Linked DNA regions of Mus musculus: region 2 is linked to region 1. The links are chromatin contacts, called in public Micro-C maps. All regions are on one chromosome and are shown on one strand. The core of a region is the stretch at or near the end of the contact, and the rest is flanking DNA. Distances in the headings are between cores, read along the strand shown.

Evidence for each region. Hi-C and Micro-C count contacts between places; a contact is called where the count stands out from the background.
Region 2: a Micro-C map of the G1E-ER4 cell line shows a contact between it and region 1. The contact joins two enhancer-like sites. A contact is called at or near these places in 2 of 39 promoter capture datasets (cranial neural crest and liver), 1 of 484 Hi-C or Micro-C datasets (the G1E-ER4 cell line) and 2 of 115 datasets of contacts at active chromatin or transcription factors (effector CD8 T cells and kidney).

What each region holds. Positions count from the first base shown.
Region 1 is chr2:128,083,026-128,089,797 of GRCm38.p6, forward strand. It overlaps Acoxl (acyl-Coenzyme A oxidase-like), which reads left to right. Exons shown (of 18, transcript NM_028765.3): 16 at 3,334-3,404. Among named protein-coding and RNA genes, the nearest start is that of Bcl2l11, 40 kb to the right of the region's middle. Within about 2 kb of position 2,711, at least 19 of the 459 cell types and tissues checked have an H3K27ac peak or open chromatin away from gene starts, as enhancers often do. A contact at or near this core is called in the G1E-ER4 cell line, where this site is marked.
Region 2 is chr2:128,292,859-128,299,430 of GRCm38.p6, forward strand. It overlaps Morrbid (myeloid RNA regulator of BCL2L11 induced cell death), which reads right to left. Exons shown (of 3, transcript NR_028589.1): 3 at 5,805-6,572. Among named protein-coding and RNA genes, the nearest start is that of Gm14009, 130 kb to the left of the region's middle. Within about 2 kb of position 4,468, at least 79 of the 459 cell types and tissues checked have an H3K27ac peak or open chromatin away from gene starts, as enhancers often do. A contact at or near this core is called in the G1E-ER4 cell line, where this site is marked.

The DNA of each region.
Region 1 (6,772 bases), core at 1,461-3,960:
AGCTTTGGAGTTTCTTGGTCAGCCAATCTAGCCCAAGCAGTGATCCCAAGTGTAGGGACAAAAACTAAGGTGATCAGCCATAGGAGATGACACTTGACATCAACCTCTGGCTGCAACATGCATGTATGCACTCATGGGCACACACAGGCACACATGCATACATGTACAAATGCATACAAAATAATTCAAAATCTTTTTTAAAAAAAAGATTAAGACCTTCTACACCATCAATAAAAAATAGATATTGGGAGGGTATGGGGGCTTTGGGGATAGTATTTGAAAGGTATATGAAGAAAATATCTAACAAAAAATATCTTAATTAAAAAAATAGATGTTGCACAAATTCTTGCCTTATCATGGCACTTCTGGATATGATGTTATATATTTCTTAAAAAGCATTGCCCCATAGGGCACTGTAAATTTAGAAATATTTGCAAGGAGCACACACTTAAACATGAGTTTTAAAGGGCAGCATATTCTAGTCTCCAAAACATTTAGCAAATAACCTTTGAGTTCACATGAGCCACCCACACAAAAACCAAAATGAACTACACAGAAAAAAAAAATTGCAAAAGCAACTGTCTGTTGACAACCAGATTTTCTTTCAGCCCTCGAGTTCTGGTCTATAAATAATCCGTGTGTTTCGAGTCTGACCATTGTCTTCAGAGGCCCCTCCTGACATATTCTCAGTTCAGGGTGTCTTAAAACAAATATTAAATGTGTAAATCATGGAAACTATTATGTTTTTAGAGAGCTATTGGAGATATGTGCTTTTTAGATACCCAAAGTGTCAAAATGAAACATTAAGATGATGTATTCTTTCTTTGGAGCATCTGTTTATCTTTTGTGAGATCTCAAGCTTGATAAATCACCAGAGATAAAAACTTCATTTTTAACTTATTGTAAATCCCAAATGCTGAGAAGAAAAATAGTGCTGAGTCTTCTCTATGTGACTTTCCCTCTCTCTCTGCTGATGACTTACAGGGGTTTGTTTGCAGAGAAAACACGAGGCTCTGTTGACTGCCGAGATGATGGCTTTTGCTCAGAAACCTGAGAACTGAAGGGGAAAGGGGGAAGCATGTGTTGTCAGGGTTGATAATTTAACGTGGTTTAATATCTGCCTAAAGTGGCACAGGGTGAAAGACAGGAGAAGACCACAAGGTAATTCAGAGAGAAGTCTTAAGAATATTTGAGTTTTTATTTTTCAGTTTGTGTGTGTGTGTGTGTCGGGGGTCTGTGTTAGTGTGTACCTCATGTATGCAGGTGCCTGGGGGAGTACTAAGGTGTGAGATCCCTGGAGCTGGTGTTACTGGTGGGTGTGAATCATCAGGTATGGATGCTGGCAACTGAACTTGGGTTGTGTACAGTAGCAGCAAGGACTTTCAACTGATGAGTCTTGCTCTTTCTCCAGCCCTTAAAGTAAGGTTTTTACTAGTATCTTATGTGCATATGAAAACTGTGATATGAATATTCTTCTGTATCCAAGAGGACCACACCAAGAAAGTATAGCGATGGCTCTCAGCAGTTCTTACTGTAAACTTAAAGATCATAAATGAATCAATCAATCAACATAATGCCTGGGCATGAATGTTCAAACTCACTGTGCCTCCGTGTGTAAAGAGGTCCCTGCTGCAGTGGTGCCCCAGTGTCTTTCCTTGCCCTTACGCTGTTGTTCTTCAGCCCTGAGCAGGTTGAGATAAATTTAATTGTGTGCCAACCTATTCTAGGCCACAGTTGAGGGGTTTTTTCTGATAACTGCCACAAAGTGCTGTTTTAAGGAGATAGCTTCTGTCCTAGGTCTCAGAGGTTACTAAAGTTCCCATAGCACATGGCCAGTGGCAGCTGTGAGCAGGTGACCTCAGTTTTCCCTTCTCTCTCTTCTTGTAAGAAGCACGCGAGTCATGATAAGGAGCAAAACCAAGGGCATTGCCTCCTGCCACGGGACTAAGATAGCCAGATGTTCTGGAGTTTCAAGTCTCCCACCATTTTCTCAGACCAACAGCTATACAGTGGGCTAGTCTTTACAGCAAAAAGCTATTCCACCTGAATTACTGTATCAAAGGGTTGCAGTCCATTATGGTAGGACAGAAATGGCAGGCCAGCTCTGTCCATGGGGGCAAGAATGTGTGGCAGAAGATGTTCTCACCACAACAGACCAGGAATCACAGAGTAGGGGGTTCGGGGAGGCAGGACCAGGAATTACCTTCAAAACCACCCCTAATGGTCTGTCTCCACTAGCTAAACACAAATCCAAACATTTCTAGAATCTTCCAAAATAGCACCTGGGGACAAAGCATCCAAACAGAGGTCTCCAGGAAATCTTTCAGATTTAAATCTCTCCACTCATGCAGGCTTTGTTCAGGTTGGGATGGAGCCTAGGGTAGTGCATCGCTGTGCCCGGTTGGTTGAGGCAGCCTGCAGTGTTTGTATGCAAGGCTCCGCTGTGGTAACTGTCAGCAGAGCAGTGGTGAAGGACAGGTGTATGAACCCAGCACTGAGTCCAGCAGCAAGAGGGCAATCCAGAGAGATTAGACAGTAAAGGGTCCATCTATCCCTGTCAAAGGAAGAGGACTGAAGTTCAGGGATGGCAGGGAATTATCTTACGCAAACACCTTCAAAAGTGAAATAACACAGTCAAAACCACAAGTAGGGGAAAAAGAAAAGTCTATGTGCTTACTTAGATAAAAACCAGTGCTCACATAGCAGGCCTTTGATGAGAGACTGGCCTTAGATACAGAAAAGAGGAAGGTACTTTATAGAAACTGTAGCATGCCCAGAACCAGTAAGGCTAATTTAAATATCCATTAAAATCTGTTCTATGAGCCATCTTGTGTTTTCCTTAGCCATTCTGTTGGAGAAAGTTGAGGAAAAATGACTAACTACATCTGGGGAAGTCTGGGGCTTGCTTGGGTCAACATCTGGGGACATATTATGCTTCAACCACATAGTGAATTAATGCAGTGGAAATCACTGTGGAAGAGGGTAGTTAAAGGTAGATACCAAAGGTACCAAGGCTGTTGGGATTCTCTTTACGGAGTCACTGGAATGGAGATTGAGTGTTTTCTCAGGATGGCTCATGCAGTGGCTGAACCTAGGACTTTCTGGTGGTTCCCACGGATGCGGGCTGGCCTTGTGATCTGCCTAGCCCACTGTGGGGAAGTCACTGACACGGATTTCAGCCCATGTAGTGAGCAGGCAAGGAACTCTACATGCCCCCAAGCAGCCACACCCAGCATGCCATGTGTTTTTGCCATAACCATGAGGTTGTCCCCCACATGGCAGTGCTGGCAGTCCCCAGGGAGGCCACTCACCTTTCTGTCTCTTCCCTTCCAGTTGCACTAGAGCAGTTCACGACGGCAGTGAGGCAATGTCCCAACAGGGAGGACCAGGCTTTGCTAATGAAGGTAGGTTATCAGCTAAATTCTTATTTCCTTAAAGCCTCCTAGCGTTTTTTGATTGCCCGGAGGAGAGCACCGGTTTTTGTTTTTTTTTTTTTTTTTTACAAGCGGGAGTAAATTTATCATCTCTGAATTTTGTGCTCCACGGGGATACACTTGTCAGTGGCTGGCGGGAGGGTGGCTGGTTAATGAGCACAACCACAGTCTGTGGAACACAGAAGTGACAGGGAAGTGGGTGTCGACAACTAGCAGGGAGCCTACGTGATTCTCAGTGGACCTGGTTGGTTTTATTTAAACTTCTCTGACAGTCTCGATTCTTTCAGCAGATTTATGAGACTTGGCCAAATTCCATGTCTCCGATTTATACTTTTTAATTAAGACAAAGAATCCCACACCTTCCTGGTTGGCCCCATCCTCCCTATCGTCACCAGCGGGAATGCCATACAAATCAGACCACTTGTGTCAACTGTCGAGACAGTCAACTCATGTCTTAGGTTCTTTGTCCTTGAATCGAAAACAAACTCCTTTTCTTCTCAGGAATAACCATTTTATCTCTTCCCTGATGGCATGGACAGAAGTGCGGTATAACCTATATTTAGGGTGTGCATTTAGGAGAGCCGATAAAGGTCAGGCAAACAGCCTGTGCAATCTTAATAAAAACTGTGTCTGAAGGCAAGAAAGCGGCTCGCAAGTGTAGAGACACACGCACGTTTCCACTGATGACTAAGCCTCCTGTTTTCACCTAGAAATGTACATACTGACCTTGAACACCAGTGTTTCCATGATGTCATTTCCATCCTGTGCCTTCAGGAAACCGTGTATACCAGGAGTTGCATTTCTTTACCTAAATACAGTTTCTTTACCAGGTGTCTTCTGACTTGAGAAATGGGTGGGAAAAAAATAGGATGTTACTCTTAAGGGATTTTTCAACTCATTTGCCTAAGGGGTGATATTTTTGGTCTGTCTATTTTTTTTGTTTGTTTGTGTTATTTTTTTAACTTTCAATGATGCTTATTTTATAATAAGGAAGGTCTGCTGATTCCAAGTGTTGAGTTTATCTGGGAAGCCCAGTTCATCTGAGTCCAGGCTGTGTGAGGCCCTGACTTGGCCTGACAGATTTAAGCACATGAGATGTTTTGGTAGTCTGAGGTCTCCCACACTGATGTTCATTCCCTGCTATGAGCTCCATGCCTCAGCCTGTCCTTCCAAGGACTGGTTGGTTTCCTGTGACCTTGAAGCAGCCTTGGTCACAGACACTCACCTTTTATCCATTATCCATTCATGGGTCAAGACACAGAACCTTCGTCCTCTTCCTTTGCATTCTGTCCGGCATCTTCTCTCTCTCCTCTCCTGATCACCTGGACCCCTGTTCAGGGGGAGAGACTACTGGGTTCCATTCCGTCCTGTAAGTGAGCCTCACTGAAACTTATGTGGGCATCTCAGAGGTGTTTTCAGAGAACAGAACCACTAAGCTCAGGAGGCCACACCATCCGGCTACTTCTAGTTGCCCTTGTGGTCATGTGTCTGAGTCCCTCTCTCGATTTCTTCTGAGCTAAGACAAGTGAGTAAAAACAGAAGCTACCTGAAGGCCACCCCTCCTCCCAAGCTGCCTCCTGTTGCCTCTCACGGCTGCACCAGGAGAGACGGCTCCTTTAGTCCACTTGGTTAGACATAAACACTTGGACTTGGGAGAAGGTCAAGCTTTCCCAAGATGTTTTGGAATGTGTGCACCTCTCAGGATTTTGTGTTTTCCTTCATGTTTCTTCAGACTGTATGACCACACTAACTGAGAGAGCTGTCTGTGGGTGTTTTTTACAGTATCTTCGAGATATTTGAGCAGGCCTCATCAAAGAAGTTTCACTGAACAAAAATGTGTGCTTTGCTCATATCTACGAAGACTACTTTGTAATTTTTTTTTCAAGAGATTGAGGTTTCTTTCATGTCACTTAGGAGAGGCCACCATGTGGGTGTGACAGGAATGTGTAGGATTTTTTTGTGGATATGTATAAAAGGATGTAAGAGAACAATAGATCATTTTGAACACTCAATCAGCTGACCCTTGATGTTCACTTTGGTGTACTTGGAGTTTATATGTAGTAAAATTCTTTTGTGTGTACGTGCATGCATGCATGCATGTGTGTGTGTGTAGTTGAGTATTTTGATCGTATTTGTCTCCCTCCCCCAACTCCTCCAAGATCCATCCCCCTTCCCAGCAGCTGTCAATTGCCAATAGCTCCTTCCCTAGGGGTGGGAGCCCAACTGTGTGCCCAACTCCCCTTAACTCCCCTCTCCACACTGGGATTTGGTCTGTATTTGCACAAGTCTTTTGCATGCTGTCACAAAACTGTAGTTCATATGTGCAGCTATCCTGCTGTGCTCAGAAAACACTGTTTGGGTTATCCACTTTCTGGCCCTTACCATCTTCATATAACCTCTGCTACAATGATCTCTGAGCCTTGAAAGGAGCAAGTGTATTATAAATATTCCATTCAGAGCTGAGCATTCCTAAGTCTCTAATTCTCTGCACTTTGGACAATTGTGGGTCTCTATGTTAATCACCATCTGTTGTGAAATAGAAGCTTCTCAAGGCCTTCACCTTCCAGGCTTCCATTCCTCCCTTGGATTATAGAAGGTTGAGAATTCATTGACCTGTATGTTTAATGATAAGTCATTAGGAGTCAATTTAATACTGTGTCCACTTAGAAAATAAATAATAGCAGATTTTCTCACCTAGTACCTGTGACCTGTGTGGCCATAGGCTCTTGGCCCATTATCAGATCTAGTATGAGTTTCAATATATGGAGCAGAGCTTAAATCCAATGAGAAAGTTGTTGGTTACTTACATGATGTTCCTGCCACTATTGCATGCCTTGGCAAGCTAATCATTGCTGTAGCTCACAAAAGTCACAGCTATATAACATTGATGACTACTTTCCTTCTCTAATAGTATATATAAAACTTTCAGAATGATGAAATCTAGCCAGTAGGGATGAAGCATACAGGTTAGGACCAGTTTGATTTTTCCATGCTCATAGTCACAAGTGTGGTTGGTATCTTCAGCAATAGGGTCTTACTGTAGCTTCTGGAGTGTGACCTATAATATTTGAGGTCTATGGGACCTCATGGAACAACAACTCCAAAAATAAGTAACCCATTCTTGGCACAAGACTTTTATTTATTAGACTATGTATCTAGTAGAGACATTGTCACCCTGTTTTGGATTAACTCTATCTTAACTCATTTTATGAGTGATATATATATATTATATATATATATTATATATATATATATAGCATATAATATATATGATATATATATATATATTTCTTTGAAAGATCCCTAGTGTCATTTATCCTTCCCCATATTCCCTCTTC
Region 2 (6,572 bases), core at 3,218-5,717, 210 kb after region 1:
TCTTGGCTGTGGGAGGTATGAGAGTATGGGTGAGTAAGAGGTATGAGACCTAACCCTTGGCTTGGAGCCCTCATCTGGGTGTGACATCAGAGGGCCAGCAGATCCAACAGTCACTCTAGACAGACCATGAGATAGGAATGATGCTTCCTGCTTTCCTAGCTCACTGGAGAAGCCAAGTTTCTCCTCCGATACGGAGACCTTTATCACCACCTTCCAAAGCATTCACTCTTTCATCAGCCCTGGCTGGAGTCTCCTGAAAATGATGGAATTCTCATTATGATGAGCCCAAATACCTCGTACCTTCTTAAAGTGACTCCCACGATGTCCCCAACCGTATCCTGTCTGTGACCAAAGACTGTCTTTCTATTTAGGACCTTTTCCATTTGTCCCAGCTCTCTCTTAATCTTGTTTGTGTTTCTGACCTATATAACTTCTTGGTGTAATGAGGGCCATATGTTTTCTTTACTTACCTACAGGTTAATGTGGAAGCAAATGGAAGGTGCTGTCTCTCTTCATTTCCACAGCACCTCCTCAGTTTCTCTTTATGTAAACAAAATCCAGGGTGCACTTCTGATGGCTGACATTCCATGCGTGCCCACTCCACTACCAGCTTCCCAGATGAAGAGCTTTGTCATGCTATGCAATGCTGCGCCCATTGTTCCTCCCTCAGACTTTTGACCAGCAAGGAAATGCACTGCTCAGCTACTTAGCAGATGTCCTTGTGAGAGAACCACAGCCCCTCTTAAGTTCGACAGGCCCTCTTAAAAATCAGAATATTGACCACATCTTCATGGCAAGAGATGCTGGGAACCCATGACCCTGATGAAAAGCAAAAGGATCCCAAAGCAAGATTGAATTCTCATGAATGGATCTCTGACATGTGCGAAAATGCTAGATTTTTAGAAGTATTGAGTATATGCATCTTATGGGGGAAATCTATGAATTTCATTAGATATTCAAAAAAGTAGGTCATGCTCCAGAAGTTCCTCCCAAATGTGGGGCTCATCCGAGGGCTCATCTTACGTTATTGCTGGCACGTTCCATGAGCATGTGGGGAGTCATGGTAGAGACACCGGCCAGAGGCTGACGTAGCCAGAGGCTCCTGCCCGAGCTTCCAGACTCTCCTGCCCTAAAAGTGGGAATTTACATTTTGTTTCTATCTTCAAAGTTTCACTAGGACATGAACGATGGTTGCATTCATTATATAATCAGAGGCCATGACCTCAGTAACTACCCAAAAAGGATTCCTGGGACAGTAACTGCAGGTAGAGGTGGTCGGGGGTGGGGTGAGGCAGACAGGACAGGGAACAAGGCTTAGAGACCAGGAAAGATAGTGGAGCTCCTGAACAGATGAGATGTTCAGAATCTGCAAAGGTCCCTAAAGATTAAATTCCAGTGAAAAGCCCCCAAGGGCAAATGTGCCCTGACCTGCCGAGCTTGGCATGGGAGGTTCCTGTCTTAGTTACTGTTATCATGGCAAAGGCAACTTATAGAAGAAAGCTTTTAACTGGGGGCTTGCTTACTGCTTCAGAGGACGAATTGCTTATCATTGTGGCAGGGAGCATGGCAGCACACAGCAGATGGGGTGCTGGAGAGGTAACTGGAAGCTACATCCTGATCTGCAGTCTGCAGGCAGCAAGGACGGGGACACACACACACACACACACACACACAGAGAGAGAGAGAGAGAGAGAGAGAGAGAGAGAGAGAGAGAGAAGAGAGAGGCCCATCCCCAGTGGCACACCAACTGGGTATCAAAGATTCAAATATGTGAGCCCACGGGGGGGGGGGGGCTTTCTCACTCAAACCACCACAGCAACAGAGTCTAGAACAGGGCTTTGGAGGCAGCCCTGACTCTCTCCCCTTTCTTTACACAGAGCACCTCATTATTCTCAGACAGTGCCATTCTGAGAGCAGGCACCAAACCGACAGTGAGTTTTGGCCAAGACTTCCCTTTTTGCATGGTTGTGAGTGACTGGTGGGGGACCTGGGTGAGTGGGACAGCCTTCAGCTATGACATGCAGCACCTGTTGTAGAGGGTCTTGGTGGGTCAGCAGTGGCCCCAGGACGACACAGGTGCTAGCCAAGAGCTCAAGAGCCATTGCCATCTCCAGACCTACCTCAAGTTATGCCTCCCCCAAGAAACAACTGCTTCTGGGTTGAACAATCTATTTAGAGAGGATGGCAAGTCACACCTCACCGTGCTCCCCACCAAATCACGAATCCACCACGTCACCATGCTTTCCTGTGGACAGAGGAGTGGCAAAGAAGCCATCCTGCCGAGCTTCCTGCTCAGGCACAATGACATCTGCTGCCCTGCTGGTGACGCGCAGCCCACCCCAGGTGTGGGAACGCTCTGGCTTCTTGTAGATTGTGGTTTCCCCGTTGAGTCAGAGGGATTGGGACAGTGCTTTGAGCAGAAGGACAGGCGGGTCACAAGACATGTGTGTGTCAAAGAGATAAATTTTGAATCTTTGACAACAGGTTTATTTCGAGTAAGCTGAGTCACTGATTACATCAAAGATCGTGCCCAGCTGGAGACACTAACAGCAAAACCCAGACCTGGGGCATTTCATGGAAGTTACCGTAAACAGTTATTTTGGGCAAAAATAGATTTTCATCTATTTGTTTATTTTTGAGACAGGGCTTGCCATGTAGCCCAGGCTGGTCTGGAATATACAATTCATTATGTAGCCCAGGTTACCTTCAAACTCAATGTCTTTGTGTCTCAGCCTTACAATGTTTGGGTTAGTGTTGTTGACATTGTTGTTTTCTACAAAGCTTTAAAACACACACAAAAAGAAATGAATTTATTACTTATCGCAACTTAGCAGAGTAGTTAAATTTATAATCTGCCTTAAATTCTATATGATTGGGAGAGGGTACCAAAAAGCAGGGAAGACCCTTGGTGAGGGTTGGGGGAGGGGTACTCAGAATACCCTTGAGATGGAGCGAGTTCATCTGATGTTTAATGTGCATAGCACCAGTGAGGCTCTCCACTCTATGGAAAGAGTGAATGTCTTTCTAAAACCTCCATGGAGTCAGGCCAGGCATCTCTTCAGACGTCTGCTTCCTGAGTCATCTTTGCCTTTTCTGTGACAGACTACTGATTCCACTGGGAACACTCTAGCCATGTGGAGTCCTTCTGAGTTCCAGGAGTCTATACTGTTGGTCACAGGGAAAGAGAAGGATCACGGGTTTGACAGAGGCTCTGGGGACAGCAGGCCTGGCTATCCAGTGGACTCCACTGGCAGAGGAGGGCTGATATTTTGCTCTGGAGGGAAGCCTGGGTGGAATAGGGTTTCCTTCAGGCTGTGCAGCAGTTCAACCAAGAGGCAGTTCAGCAGAGCAATTGAGCCATAGACAGCAAGCTCTCTCCCCGTGTTTATCTCCAGTTTCCACCTTCGATTCTTCTCAGGAGACCCAGATCCCTCCACTCTCCCCACGCTCATCTAGGAAATTGGAGCTACCTCAAGGATGCCAGGATCCTCAGAGCCCATTTCTCTGAGCAGCCAGGCTGTTGTGTCAATAGTCCGAGAACAGAAGAGCCATAGATCTCAGCCAGGTAGGAGCCTCGTGTAGCCTTGGGGGGTTCAAAGGCCCGACCCCAGTATCTGACCCATCAGCTGCTTTGATCTGCTGAAGTTTCTTTCTTCTACTTCCCACAGACTTTTATGATTTTATTACATGTGTGTTTGCTCTGTTCTGTGACAATTGAGGTGAATGAATCAGAATCACCAATTGTTTTTCCTTCTAGTCTGCCCAGGTCTGTCACCCCATCCTGCTCTGACCATTTTTTTTTTTTTTTTTTAAGATTTATTTATTTATTATATGTAAGTACACTGTAGCTGTCTTCAGACACTCCAGAAGAGGGCGTGAGATCTCATTACGGATGGTTGTGAGCCACCATGTGGTTGCTGGGATTTGAACTCAGGACCTTCGGAAGAGCATTCAGTGCTCTTAACCGCTGAGCCATCTCTCCAGGCCCCTGCTCTGACCATTTAAACCCCCTCTTGCCCTCCAGTGAGAGCACAAGCACCAATCTTCCAGGCTTCACCTTTCATGCTCCCCTCCCCCAAAGCAAGCTCAGGCTCTTTCTCCAAAACAGGAAGTTACAGATAGTGAAGTGACATCGGTCCCTGGCCTCCACTGGTAGCCTCCCCCACTCTCTCCCTCATTCTGAGCAACGTCCTCTGACTAACTCCCGAGGTTCTCCTTCCTCTCTGGAGCCCCCTTGCATCAGCGCAGCTGCCTGGACTCCTCCCAATGCCCAACTAGAATTTCCAGAACCTTCCAAGCTAGGTGGCCTCCTTCTGACCTATGGACATTCCTCTGGGGCTGGTTCTGTCACAGGATTTTTTCCCCCTGAGGATTTATTGCCAGGAAAAAGAATTCCCCAAAGGAACGTTGTGATTTCTCATGTTGGACAATGAGAGCCAGACACTGTTCTTTCTGTCGCTGGGATGCTTCAGTGCTACCCTAATGTGTAGGACAGATGGTTCTCAACCTGTGGGTTGCGGCCCCCATAGAGGTCAAATGACCTTTTTATAGAGGTCATCCCTGGAAAACACAGACATTTACGTTACAACTCACAACAGTGATGAAGTAGGACATATTTTGTGGTTAAGGGTCACCATGTGAGAAACTGTATTAAGGCGACACAGCACTAGGAAGGTTGAGCAGCGCTGTGCTTAACACCATTGCATACAGCTGACTGAGAAGGCGGTCTGGTTTCCCTAGCCTCTGGGTCCACGATCCAGACATACTGCTCTTTTCCCAGTCTCTTGGAGCATTGCTGCCTACTGAGGGGTCCCCTGCACACAGTGGATTTGTGGAAGCCTCATTCCCTGCTCCCCACCTTCGACTGGGATCTCCCGACAACCATCATAATGTGCTGGCCTCCTGCACCTTATAAAATGGGATCTTTCTAAAGGGGAATCATCTGGTCTAACAGAACAGGCCCAACTGATTAAGTTTCTCTCTCCCATCTCCAGGCAGCCTGACGAGAGAAACAAGAAAAACAGAGTTTTCTTTTCATGGGTGGAAGCGATGCAGGGAGTCAGAAACAGTCTTGTTCCAGCTCTGAGTAAGATTTCAGCTCAGTTGGCAGATGTGGGTTTTCCAGCAAGTGCCCACAGAGTGCCACTTTACTTCCTCTCAGAATTTCCTCCACAAACATACCTGAGGTCACATTCTTTGGACGTGGTACCTCAGCCTTTTGGAATGTCTCTAGAGGTCAAAGGGCTCCTTCTGCCTTCGAGAGAGAGAGAGAGATTGCTTTCTGTGAGCTCTAATAGTCCAACAAGGCTTCATGTAATTATAACTGATTACCTGCCGTGTGTGTGTGTGTGTGTGTGTGTGTGTGTGTGTGTGTGTGCGTGTGCGCATGCAAGTGCATACTTATGTATGCAGATGTGCACATGCATGAGTGGAGAGGCCAGAGGAGCATGCTAGGTACCTGGCTCTGTCACTCTTCACCTTATTCCTTTGAGACAGGGTCTCTCTCTGCACTTGGAGCTAAGCTGGCAGCCATTAAACTATGGATATCCTCCTTCCCCTACCTCCACCCCCACATAGCAGTGGGGTTACAGTACGTGTGCAGTCACGCATAGCTTGCTATCTGGATGCTGGGGATTTGGTCCCGGGTCCTCATGTTCTAGGAGCAAGTGCTCTTACCCACTCAGCCCCAGCCTTTAAAGCCATATCTTAAATAATTACTCAGTCTGGACAACTAAAAAAAAAAAAATAATAATAAAATCATCCTACCTTTTCTTTTTTCTTTTTCTTTTTCTTTTTTTTTTTTTAAGATTTATTTATTTATTTAATGTAAGTACACTGTAGCTGTCTTCAGACACTCCAGAAGAGGGCATCAGATCTCATTACAGATAGTTGTGAGCCACCATGTGGTTGCTGGGATTTGAACTCAGGACCTTCGGAAGAGCAGTCCGCGCTCTTAACCACTGAACCATCTTGCCAGCCTATCTTATCTTTTCTTACTCACATGTGAATTCCAAGAAATGTATCGATGTGGAGGTCATTTTGAAGAGAATTTAAGTACAGCAGAGACACATTAACACAGACTAAAAGGATACCAAAAAAACTCCAAAGGTTCTAACTGTGGTACTACCACCTTGAGCAAATACAAAAAGGGTCACGTATAGGGTGTGGGAGGCCTCCAAACACCTCGCCTTCTTGTTGGCTTGTTTGGGAAGAGTGGGAGTTGAGTGAAAAATCTTTCTTTCTTTCCAGCCTTGACACCAATCTGCTCATGGGATGAAAACAGCCATTGTCAGTATTCTGAGGCTCAGCCGTACCACTGCCAACTGGCCAGCTGTAGGCCACGTGGAGAAACAGCATCAGTTTCTGGTCACCAAACAGGCCAATGTCAGAAACAGCTTCCTGAGCAAGCATGGGCGTCTGAGATCTCTCAGGCCCTGGATGCAGAAAGCAAGAACGGACATTTGTCTATAATCAGTCTTGCTTGCTGTGTCAAGAGAGAGCTCAAAGCACGGGCGATGGGCTGAGGACTAGCTCATGATCCCTCCTCGGTTTCTCTGTTCTTCTAGGGACAT